Regions from separate parts of the Mus musculus genome. Here all the other regions are linked to region 4. The links are chromatin contacts, called in public ChIA-PET and Hi-C maps. All regions are on one chromosome and are shown on one strand. Each heading gives the region's core, a stretch centred on a gene start, on an enhancer-like site or on the middle of the called end of the contact. The rest is flanking DNA. Distances are from core to core; before and after follow the strand shown.

What was found. A called contact is a pair of places that touch in the nucleus more often than the background predicts. ChIA-PET counts read pairs in DNA pulled down with a chosen protein or histone mark.
Region 1: a contact with region 4 is called in a Hi-C map of B cells, with 20 read pairs. The contact joins the enhancer-like site here to the promoter of Nit2 in region 4. A contact is called at or near these places in 8 of 39 promoter capture datasets (the C10 cell line, the HPC-7 cell line, cranial neural crest and 5 more), 3 of 484 Hi-C or Micro-C datasets (B cells, embryonic stem cells and myocytes), 7 of 115 datasets of contacts at active chromatin or transcription factors (bone marrow-derived macrophages, embryonic stem cells, epiblast stem cells and 2 more) and 4 of 9 other capture datasets (adipose tissue, embryonic stem cells, embryonic tail and 1 more).
Region 2: an RNA polymerase II ChIA-PET map of memory CD8 T cells shows a contact between it and region 4, with 6 read pairs. The contact joins the enhancer-like site here to the promoter of Nit2 in region 4. A contact is called at or near these places in 1 of 484 Hi-C or Micro-C datasets (CD8 T cells), 3 of 115 datasets of contacts at active chromatin or transcription factors (effector CD8 T cells, embryonic stem cells and memory CD8 T cells) and 2 of 9 other capture datasets (adipose tissue and liver).
Region 3: a contact with region 4 is called in a Hi-C map of embryonic stem cells, with 4 times the contacts expected there. The contact joins the enhancer-like site here to the promoter of Nit2 in region 4. A contact is called at or near these places in 6 of 484 Hi-C or Micro-C datasets (embryonic stem cells and granulosa cells) and 1 of 9 other capture datasets (adipose tissue).

Annotation. Positions count from the first base shown.
Region 1 is chr16:57,576,415-57,579,114 of GRCm38.p6, forward strand. All of the region lies in intron 1 of Cmss1 (cms small ribosomal subunit 1), which reads right to left. Among named protein-coding and RNA genes, the nearest start is that of Cmss1, 29 kb to the right of the region's middle. Within about 2 kb of position 1,302, at least 7 of the 459 cell types and tissues checked have an H3K27ac peak or open chromatin away from gene starts, as enhancers often do. A contact at or near this core is called in B cells and embryonic stem cells, where this site is marked.
Region 2 is chr16:57,470,018-57,472,717 of GRCm38.p6, forward strand. All of the region lies in intron 1 of Cmss1 (cms small ribosomal subunit 1), which reads right to left. All of the region lies in intron 1 of Filip1l (filamin A interacting protein 1-like), which reads left to right. Among named protein-coding and RNA genes, the nearest start is that of Filip1l, 120 kb to the left of the region's middle. Within about 2 kb of position 1,309, at least 91 of the 459 cell types and tissues checked have an H3K27ac peak or open chromatin away from gene starts, as enhancers often do. A contact at or near this core is called in CD8 T cells, effector CD8 T cells and memory CD8 T cells, where this site is marked.
Region 3 is chr16:56,901,462-56,904,161 of GRCm38.p6, forward strand. No RefSeq gene overlaps it. Among named protein-coding and RNA genes, the nearest start is that of Tmem45a, 17 kb to the left of the region's middle. Within about 2 kb of position 1,355, at least 5 of the 459 cell types and tissues checked have an H3K27ac peak or open chromatin away from gene starts, as enhancers often do. A contact at or near this core is called in embryonic stem cells, where this site is marked.
Region 4 is chr16:57,166,046-57,168,745 of GRCm38.p6, forward strand. It overlaps Nit2 (nitrilase family, member 2), which reads right to left and starts at 1,287. Exons shown (of 10, transcript NM_023175.1): 1 at 1,236-1,287; 2 at 53-171. The coding sequence starts at 1,242. It overlaps Gm16892 (a long non-coding RNA gene), which reads left to right and starts at 1,324. Exons shown (of 2, transcript XR_003951893.1): 1 at 1,324-1,425.

The DNA of each region.
Region 1 (2,700 bases), core at 52-2,551, 410 kb after region 4:
AGGTTTGTTGACTCTCTGTAGGTCTTCATGTGGGGTTCAATCCCTCCTCCAAGTCTTCCAGAAGTATCCCTGATCTCTATCTAATGTTTGGCTGTGGGTCCCTGAATCTGTTTTTCTGCTGCTGGGTAGAGCCTCTCAGAGGACTGTTATGCTAGGCTCCTGTCTGCAAGCAAAACAGAGTATCATTAATAATGTCAGGGATTGGTGCTTGCCCATGGGATGGGTTTCAAGTTGGGTCGGTTATTGGTTGGCCTTTCCATTGGTCTCTGCTCCATCCCTGCATTTCTTTTAGTTGGGACAAGTTCTGAGTCGAGTTTTGTGGGTGGGTCTGAATTTCTGCCACTGAGGGTCCTACCTAGCTACAGGAGGTGGCTTCTTCAGGTTCCATATCCCCATTGTTAAGCATCTCCGCTAAGATCACCAGCATTGACTTATGGGAGCCTCTCCTATCCAAGGTCTTGGGGACCTTCTAGAGATTCTCCTTTCCCACCCCAGGTGCAGATTTCCATTCATTCTCCCCGCCCTCTGGACTTCTCTCCCAAACCTGATCCTGCCTCTCATTCCCCTCCCCCGCTCCTCTCTCCTCTTCAGTTCCCTCCCAGCCTCTGCCTCCTATGACTAGTTTGTTTCCTTCTAGAAGGGTATTTTTATTTTCAAACCATTATAATCAAAGATTCTGTGATGTTTTTATTTATTCAAATAACTCTAAATTGAAAACTATTTTACAGCTTCTTTCATACTGAGTATATATAAAGTAGGTCTTTAGACATATTAAATGAAAGGACTTTATTTGCTTCAGTTACATTAATTTCTGTTATTTCTACATTCTTATGTTCTAAGAATTTCATTCTTTATTTTGAAGTGCCAAGAGAAAATATAATTGGACAAACCACATGTAGCAAAAATAGAGGAATCAAACATGCTTTTCTTTTCTCCCTTTGTGGCATTAGTGGTATAGGACATTGAACTGGGGCCTCTTATACTCAAGCCAAGCATTCTGCCACCTTAGTACTTTCCCAACCACAGCAACCTTCTTACGATCTGTATGTAACTAAGTTAAAGCCAAGACATCCTTATGAGATTCTCCTAATGTTAACATTGTTCCCCACCCCACCCCTGTCCCCAAATGGAATCAAACTGGACTCTCTAAAAACAAGAATCTATCCTAAGCTACAATCTAATAATCTGCTTGGTTTGCAGCCTGAAGTTAGAATTTCACAGCTATAGAAATCTGTATATTGCTACTGGCAAGTGTTGCCCCTACTCTTGGATTATTTTATACTTGCCCCAGGAAGTGAGACTAGTTTGCCCTCTAGAGGGTGTAATGAAAAATGAGGTTTAGTATTTATTAGGTGGGATGTTCCCAGTCTCATAACTAGTAAAGTACAAATAACTAAATCTTTAAGTGATCTGTGGCAGGTGGCCCGATACCAACAAGCTCCATTTCTTCCCCAAATCCCAAGTCCTGAATTTATCCCTATTCTTTCTGGGTCCAGAACACACTCTTGAGAGTGCAGTCTAAAGAAACAAAACCCAGCAAACATAAGACAGACAAGTGACTTGCTAATAAAGTTCCCAAAACAAAAGTGCTGTTAAGTTGATTTTTATTTAGATTAAACACCAAGCCCTTTCCTTTCTGAGAGACCCTTTAAACTATCAAAGCTAAGAAGTACTTTTAGCTAAAAGTAGTCAAATACATCAGAGAAGCAGGCATCCCAAAGAATCTTCAGAGTCCACTGAGAGAACTGTCTAACACCTCTGAGTACTGTAATAATTTGATAATGAATTAAAACTGTTCCTATGCAGAATTGACAAATTCATTGACATTTCATCAGGACAACAGGCTATCATAAGGATTCACTCCTGGCTAACTTTGGGCATCAGTCAGCCATCGCAGGGAAATTCTCTTTAACTACAGCCTCATTTTAAAATTTCTATTTAAAGTATTACTCAGATTGGAAGGCGAAGGAGGGAAGAGGTCTTAGCAAATGATTCTGCATGATTACCTCTGAGGAGTCATGTGAAATAAACCTGGGCATGGTGGTACAGGGTGTGTGTTGTTTTGTTCGCTTGTTGAGACAAGGTTTCATATCTGGCCTAAAACACATTCTGTATTAATAGCTGGGGATGACCTTGAACTGACCTTCTTGCTTCAGTACTGGGGTTACAGGCATGTGCCAGCACACCTAGACTGTTTTGTTATATTTTTTATATAGGCTAGTCATGTTTAAGTAAAAACACAATGTATGAACATAGGCCTTAAAGACTCACAGAACCTACATTCTCCGAATAGGTGCAGGTGGGTTTACTACCAGACAAGTTACTCATGTGACTTAGTAACAAACAATCTCTTCACATGTGGTATCTTTTCTTCCAAGCATTACATGGATACAAGTGAGCAATGTATGCATGGATATATACTGATCATGACAAAACATACTGTGTGGATCCTCGTCAACACTGTGTAGTATAACACTCATCCCTTGATAACGTATTGAGGAAATGGAACAAGGAATGAGTTCCACACAACACTTACAAGTAGAAAATTATATAATACTTCCAATTCGCTGGAGATGGAGGGGGCTGCACTGAACTGAGTAGTAGGCTAGGAAGAGCGTACGCTAGAGGCACTCAGTGGAAGACCAAGTTCCAGCACATGCCTTTGTCAGTGAGTGGTAAGGGCCTTAGACAAGTCTTTTA
Region 2 (2,700 bases), core at 59-2,558, 300 kb after region 4:
TGTCTTGGGATTCTTCTTATAATTACTTCCTTTTCGTAGTCTGCACCAAGATAAGAGACAGCATGAAGCCATCACCAGAGGCCAATTTTGGCACCATGTTCTTTGGCTTCCAGAATATTTAGCCAAAATAAACCTCTTTTCTTTATAAATTACCCACTCTTGGTTAATCTGAATAAAAGCATGAGAGCAAAAAATTTAAAAAGCTGAATTTTAAAGTCTTTTCAAATTCTAGTTATCTTGGATTTGATATGTGATTCAGTGACAAGAACATTTGGAAATTCTGCTTTACTTTAAAAAACAATAAAGACACTTACTTAAAATTTTCACTCTAAAAAATTATTTACGAACACCACCCTAATCTATAAACATCAAAATAAAAATACTGTAAAAACATTGCAGCTTAGGGACTTTCCTACACAGCGAGGCAAACCTAACACCTTCCCTGTGGGCTCCTGCAACCGTGAGCTAGACTGAGAAGGAACTACTAGCAGGTAAGACCACTGTGCTGTATTTAAGGACTTGGTCAGAGACACTGAGAGGAGAGAGTAAGAGAACTGGACTCACGACAGCGGCCATCACAGAGCAGTTCAAGCCAACTTACTAAACTCTTCTCCGTGGACTTCATCATGGGCTCGTGAGCCACAGGGAGAGAAGACTGGGGAACAGGAAAAGAACTGCTGAAGAGGAGTGCAAACAGGACAGAAGAAAGACGAATCACCGTCAAACGTTTCCTAAAGTGTAGAGCTAGTGTACTGCGAGTGGAATTGGTAACAACAAACGCACATCATATTCAAACTGCTGAAATAAAACTGATGAAGAAGTGGCCAAGAAAAAGGGAGCAGTGGCATTATCCAGAGTTAAACAGAATAAAAAACTATGGCAAACATTTTCATACAAATGATGTAAAGTAGAAGACGATAATGTACAATCTTCAAGGTTCTTACAGAAAAACCACTGACTTGAACGGTGATTTTTGGAAGTTGGGTAGAGCATAAGTCCTGCTTGCAGTCTCGCACAGTTGTCTCACAGGGTTACTGCGTCTAAGTTTACAGGGTCTGTTTGTTATAGACATAGTTTAATAATTTTGAATGAAAGCCTTACAAATATTAGAAGCATCACACACTGAAACTAGACAGACCCAAAGTTTATACATCCCAAAAGATCTTAAAGTTGTTTTTAAAAGGAGGTTCATTGAATATCAAATGTCATCCAATTGTAAAATGCAGTTTCTTTTTATGTGTATTTATAGACAAGCAGGAACAAGCTACCTAGACCACAGTTTCCTGTTGCTCTCTTTAAGTAGATTTGCATCAGCACACACTTAGAGAGCTGTTAGACATATGAAGTCAGGTACTGTACTGCCATTTGTCTGCTCCCCAAAGAGAGTAAATAGACAGCATTAGTCCATTTTGGCTTTCTGAAGCTCACAACATATGAGTGAGAATATATTTTTGGTATGTTCTGGGAATGAATATATAATGTGTGTGTGTGTAACTGACATATAGTAATACATATATATGTATTCATTTCAGATTCTACTACATCAGCTTCTTGCTAGCCATTTTTTCTAAAACAGAAATATTTCTTTCTCCAAGTATCTCAATACTGTAGTCATTTTATCTTGTTACTTCCATTTTTCCCCCGTAGCATTTATTATCACATGAAGTATCACATAAATTGGCTTTTAGTTAAACTCCTATACTAGAATGCATGGTACTTGGGACTTTCTCTTTTGGTCTCCGCTGCATTTCCAATATCTAGAATATTTCCCCCAACCAAGAGTTGCTCATGGATTTGTTGGAGACAGAAATGCCCTTCACAGGGGGCGGAGAAGCACAGAACATAGAAGGCTGTGAATAAGGCTCTCAATAAGGCTCTCGCTTAGCTTCTCCTAGATCAGCTAAGGTTTGGGCACAATGGCTGGAACATCAGTAGGCACAGTATTATTGATTGCAATTATTTATTGCTTTTCTTATCTCCTTGGACTTGTCTGAGCAAGCCGGTTAGTATGGTAATTATTCCCTGGTTCTACCATTGCAAAACACCAAACAATGCACCCTTGTTTTCAGAGTTAAGAAGTGGTAGAGATGAATCGATCTGGGTGTAACCAGCACCAGGGTTCATGCCAAGGGGTGGGAAAGAGAGTGCCTACATGCTCACTGTCCGTCTCCTTGCCGTTCACTTCACCCATACAGATTAGCTCATTTCAGAGCAGCTAAAGCACCATTTTCAGTTGAAATTAAACTGAATGTATTTGAATTATATCCCAATTGTAACTTTCTCTCCAACCTGTTTGTAATGAGAGCTTCAAAGTCAACAAGGTGAAAGCAGGCTTCAGGAAAGTTTCAAAGGAACATCCTCCCACGGGCCCTAAAAACTGCAGCTTCACACCACAATGAATCAGCCAAGGTGTGACAGCAGAATCTGTGTGTACTGGCACCGACTCAGCCAGGATAAAAGTGACCAGGCCTTCTGTGATAAACTGCCCCTTCTATGTTATCCAATGGAAATACTCATATTGTCCAATACTCACAAGCAATCAGGAGTGAGTTCAACTTTCAAACTGAGGACTATTAAAATAAAGTTCACTTATCCAGTCTGCCTCTGAAAACAATTCGGAGAGAAATCTGCTGCTCTTGTCCTGGGAGGAGAACAGATACGTAGCCTCCGATTTCCTTCTTATCACAACAATCCACTTGG
Region 3 (2,700 bases), core at 105-2,604, 260 kb before region 4:
CTGGATGACCTAACTCGGGATGATATTCTCAAATTCCACCCTGAAAAATTCATAATGTCTTTGTTTTTCCAGCAGAGTAGTATTCCATTGTGCAGATGTACCAAATTTTCTTTATCCATTCTTCAGTTGAGGGACATCTGAGTTGTTTCCAGTTTCTGGATAAGTTTTAAGTTAAATAAAACTACTATGTACATAGTTGAGCAAAGGTCCTTGTGGGATGATAGAGCATCTCTTGGGTCAATTGAGCATGGGTGGTATAGCTAGGCCTTGAGGTAGAACTATTCCTAGTTTTCTAAGAAATTGCCAAATTGATTCCCAAAGTGATTGCACAAGTTTGCACTTCCACCAGCAATGGAGGGGTGTTCCCCTGTTCTACATCCTTGCCAGCATATGCTATCACTTGAATTTTTGATCCTTACCATTCTAATGGGTGTAAGATAGACTCTCAGAATTGTTTTGATTTGCATTTCCCTGATGAGTTGCCATGCCCTCCGGTCAAGTCTGCTTGACAGGCTGAAAAGTCTGTAAGCACTTATGAGGAAAAGAGTTTCATGGAAACTCACCTCCTGGAGCTTTGGCGTTCTCATTTACCCATATACACATACCCTATTCCCGTGTTAGTCTGGTGTATGGAACTACGAGAACTCTTTTAATATTTTATTATAAATGCCTTTTAAGATTAAATTCTGTTATAGTTAAGTCTCCCCAGTGTTCCAAGGTCCCAGAAGCCTACAAGCTTGAAATCCAGCAGGAATGCAGAAAGGAAGTTACCTATTCAGTAACTAATTAAGCATTACAAAAGATGGAGCCAGTAGTTCAGAGCTGGTCGGCAAAATATTTACCAAGGACAGTAGCAAATCTCACTCAAACAAGGGAATACCATAATAGAGCTAGGAAATTCCACTGAGACAGAGATCTTCTCTACAGCTAGGTATAGCAAGCTTCACATTAGAAGCATGTTGGTAAATTCTTCTGTAGACCCAGGAAATATGGGGGTTGGGGTATTGCAGTATTCATGAAAAGGTCTGCTAGTGCAGAACCCCTGGTGGTGGGTTTAACAATAGACGAGTTTACACCTGGCTCCCTTCTTTGCGGCAGCAGCCTGGTCCCCACCTTCTTTTGATGTATACATTCCTTTTGTATTGCGTCACTGTAACTTGGTGGATTGTATTTTGCCTGGTTTCTTGTTATTTCTTCGGTATAAAAAGTTTGATGCTCGACCTGACAAAATACATTCAGATTCTACATAATCTCGCATGTTGGTCTGTCTGTCACTCACCATGCCTTGCCATCTGCCCCAGAGACCCGTTCCATGAAGACAAAGGAACCCAGAGGGTCTGCAGCAATGACTAAAGAATTTCAACATTTCTTTAAGTGCTTCTAGGCTATTGGAGATTCCTTTGTTGAGAATTCTCTGTTTAGCTCTGTGTCCCATTTTTTAATTGGGTTATTTGGTTGTTGGTGCTTACCTTCTTGAGTTCTCTATACATTTTAGATATTAGCCCTCTGTCAGATGTAGGGTTGGTGAAGATTCTTTCCCAATTTGCAGGCTGCCATTTTGTCTTATTGACAGTATCCTTTGCCTTACAGAAGCTTTGCAGTTTTATGAGGTCCCAATTTTCAATTGTAGATCTTAGAGCCTAAGCCATTGGTGTTCTGTTCAAGAATTTGTCTCCTGTACCACTATGTTCACATGTATTTCCTACTTCCTCTTCTATGAGACTTAGTGTATCTGGTTTTATGTTGAGGTCCTTCAACCACTTGGATTTGAGTTTTCTGCAGGGTGATAATATGGATCCATTTTTATTTTTCTACATGTAGACATCCAGTTTGACCAGGACCATTTCCTGAAGATACTTTCTTTTTTTCCACTGTATGGTTTTTGACTCTTTTTTTTTTTTTTTAAGATTTATTTATTTATTATATGTAAGTACACTGTAGCTGTCTTCAGACACTCCAGAAATGCCAGATCTCATTACGGATGGTTGTGAGCCATCATGTGGTTGCTGGGATTTGAACTCAGGACCTTCAGAAGAGCAGTCAGTGCTCTTAACCGCTGAGCCATCTCTCCAGCCCCTCTTTTTTTTTTTTTAAATCAGAAATCAAGTGTCCATAGGTCTGTGAGTTTATTTCTGGGTCTTTGATTCCATTGATCAATATGTCTGTTTCCGTACCAGTACCATGCAGCTTTTATCATTATTGCTTTGTAGTACAACTTGAGGTCAGGGATGGTGATTCTGCCTGAAGTTCTTTTCTGGTTCAGAAATATTTCGACTATCCTGGGTTTTTTTGTTCTTCCATATGAAGTTGAGAATTGCTCTTTCTAGGTCTATAAAAAATTGTGTTGGAAGTTTGGGATTGCATTGAATCTGTAGATTGCTTTTGGTAAGATGGCCATTTTTACTATGTTAATCCTACCTATCCATGAGAATGAGAAATTTTTCCATCTTCTGATATCTTCTTTAATTTCTTTCTACAAGGACTTGAGTTCTTGTCATACAGGTCTTTCACATCCTTGGTTAGAGTTATGCCAAGAAATTTTGTATTATTCATGGTTATTGTAAAGGGTTTTGTTCCCCTAATTTCTTTCTTGGCCAGTTTATCATTTGTATAAAGGAGGACTACTAATTTCTTTGAGTAATTTTTGTATCCAGTCACTTTGCTGAAGCTGTTTTTCAGCTACAGGAGTTCTCTGGTAGA
Region 4 (2,700 bases), core at 37-2,536:
CTGTGGTGGATCCACAGCTCCTGAAGAATGGGCAGGCTGCCCTGATACTTACAGGCAGAGAAACTATGTTGGCACCTTGCTTTGCTGCCTCCCGCACTAGGCTACAAGCCCGGGTAAGGTTATCTGATTTAATGGAAGAAACTTGAAGCTGTATGAGGGCCAGGCGGAAAGCTGGGGAAAAAAGAAAAAAAAAAAAAAAAAAAAAAGTCATCAGATCTGCCCACTAAGTTCACCCAGGGCCAGGATTCTCAAACAGGATATCAGGCAGTATTTGAACATGGTTTTTGATTGACCCAACTACTGGCAATCTAAAGGGGTATATCGACAACACTGACAAAACCTGGCTTCTGAAGAAGGCCGAAGCTCTCCTTAAAAGTATAAAAACTATGATCGCTCATTCCTTGGCTTATCCTAAATATGATGAGAGAGAAAAAAAAAAAAAAGGCATTTAGCCCCTAACACCTCTTAATTGAACAGTGCCAGAATCTGTATAAAAACAAATGAAACCAAAACCTGGCATTATTTTCAGGTTAACAGACCTTGAGCTGTCACCAGAGTATCACAGAAACTCACTAATATCTCCCCTAACCCTAGGAAGTTAGACTGCCTCTGCTCCTGAGGCAGGAAAGGATAATAAAACTATAGTTTTGTTTCTAGCTTCTTCCAAAAGCCACCCAATATGGACAAGGTCCCGACCCAGGTTAGGGGCCGGTGCAAAAGCGCCCTCTGCAGGCTTACGCAGGAAAACCCCTCCACTGGGGTCCTCCGTGTGCAAGACTTGTTGCTTCCCCTTCTCCGGAAAGCGATTAATGATTTTGAAGATGAACAAGTCGGGGCGGAGGGCACGAAAACACCTCGAGTGACGGGCCTATTACGGGAACAACATTTACATGAATATGCCAGGACAGTGCAACTATAAACTTTTACAGACGAGGAACTGCGGAGTGAGGTGTGATTATCCACCGCTTTGTGAGGCGAGGAAGTCAGAGCCACGAGTTGGACACCACCACCCAACCCGCAAGCTGACCAGCTCCGACAGCACAGGACGCCCCGCGCGGAGGCCTGTGCTCGCACGGCCAGCCGCCCCTGGGCTTCGCCGCGCCGCGGACACCGGTGACAAGAGCCACCGGCATGGCTGACCGGGGGACGCAAGGACCCAGCCGGCTCATCTGCACCGCCGCACGGAGGACCCCGCTCCCGCTGGGAGCTGGACAACCAGACCACGAGCCACTTACTAGACATGGCTCTTCCACGGTGCACCGCAGGCCACAGGGACTCCTGCCAGTCAATCTCCTCCGCAGCGTGCAGAAGGCGGGGCCGAGCCGCGCGCGCAGAAGGGGCGTGGTCAAGGGCTGGGTCGAGGGGCGGAGCCTCGATGAGCTTTGAGGATTTTACTGTTTTGTTTTGTGCTGTGCTGTAATGTAGGTGAGTAAGCCTCCGACTTTGTGCACATTCAGTACCAGTCTACATTCTTGCCTGGGCACCGTACTAAAAATGGCTCACCCTTTGCGGTTGCATACACCAAGAAGTGATAATTACAAATTCTTTATATAGGGCCTTCAAAAGCAAAGTCAAAAAAGAGAAGCCTACGTTATGGTAGTGTGCCATAAATGGTCTGGGGTAGAAAGGTCCTACTTGTGGCACAAAGGACATAAATTTCAGGTTAGATCATGGCAGTGGCCAGGGTAACGATGCTCCATGCTGACTGGCTTGAGGAAGTGCACCTGGTTGTTTTAGGCTAGCAGGACTTCAGAACCTTGCTCCTAACTGGGCTGGGGAAAGAGATAGAGTTGGTGCTAAGCAGTATTCTACGATTTGACCTTTGTATTTATTATTTAATTTTTATTCATTATCATTTATGTAAATATTTATTTTTGTTTTGAGCTTTTCCGGTTTTCAGACAGGGTCTCTTGTAGCCTAGGCTGCACTTTAACTTGCTATGTAGCTAAGGCTCACCTTGACGTCTAATCCTCCTGCTCCCACTCCTGAGTGCAGGGATTGAGTCCTGTAGCAACACACCCAGCTAGTGACATTGCTTTCTAAGCTTTGCAGTGCTTGCAAGTTAAAGTCTATACCTTGTCACATTTGCAGAGCACGGAGCCAAGGGGATTAGAGAGCTTGACAAGAGGAAAGAAAGCCTGCAGATCAGATCCCCAAAAGAAATTTTAGTCAGCTGTCTTCAGTGGGGCTGAGCTTTTCACAAACTTTGGGAGAGACAGAGAGAGCCAAACAGAGAGACAGAGAGAGGGAGAGAGAGAGAACCATAAACAGCAGTTTGAAAAGGACAAAGCAGGGCTGGAGAGATGGCTCCGTGGTTAAGAGCACTTGGTGCTCTTGCAAAGGACCTGGGTTTGGATCTAAGCACCTACATCGTCCTGAGGGGATCACAGAATTGTTTCTTCCAAGAACCTGAGAACACTGGGGAAGCGGGGTGAACAAAGAATGTATGCGCTGGAGGAAGGTGTGGGGATGGGTTGCAGTATGGCCTTATGTCTTCCAGGGTTAACATATTTACCCCATCTTCATCTTGCATTAGAAACTGCAGTGGCCTGGTAGCCATGGCAACTACTGAAGACAAAGCCAGGTCTAAGGTGACAGATCTATTGACAGCTCTAGTAGAAAGAGGGGGGAAAGGTCACAGAAACCTCACTCCCTGAGCTCAACTGATCCTCCTTCCTCCTTCAATAGCTGGGGCTATGA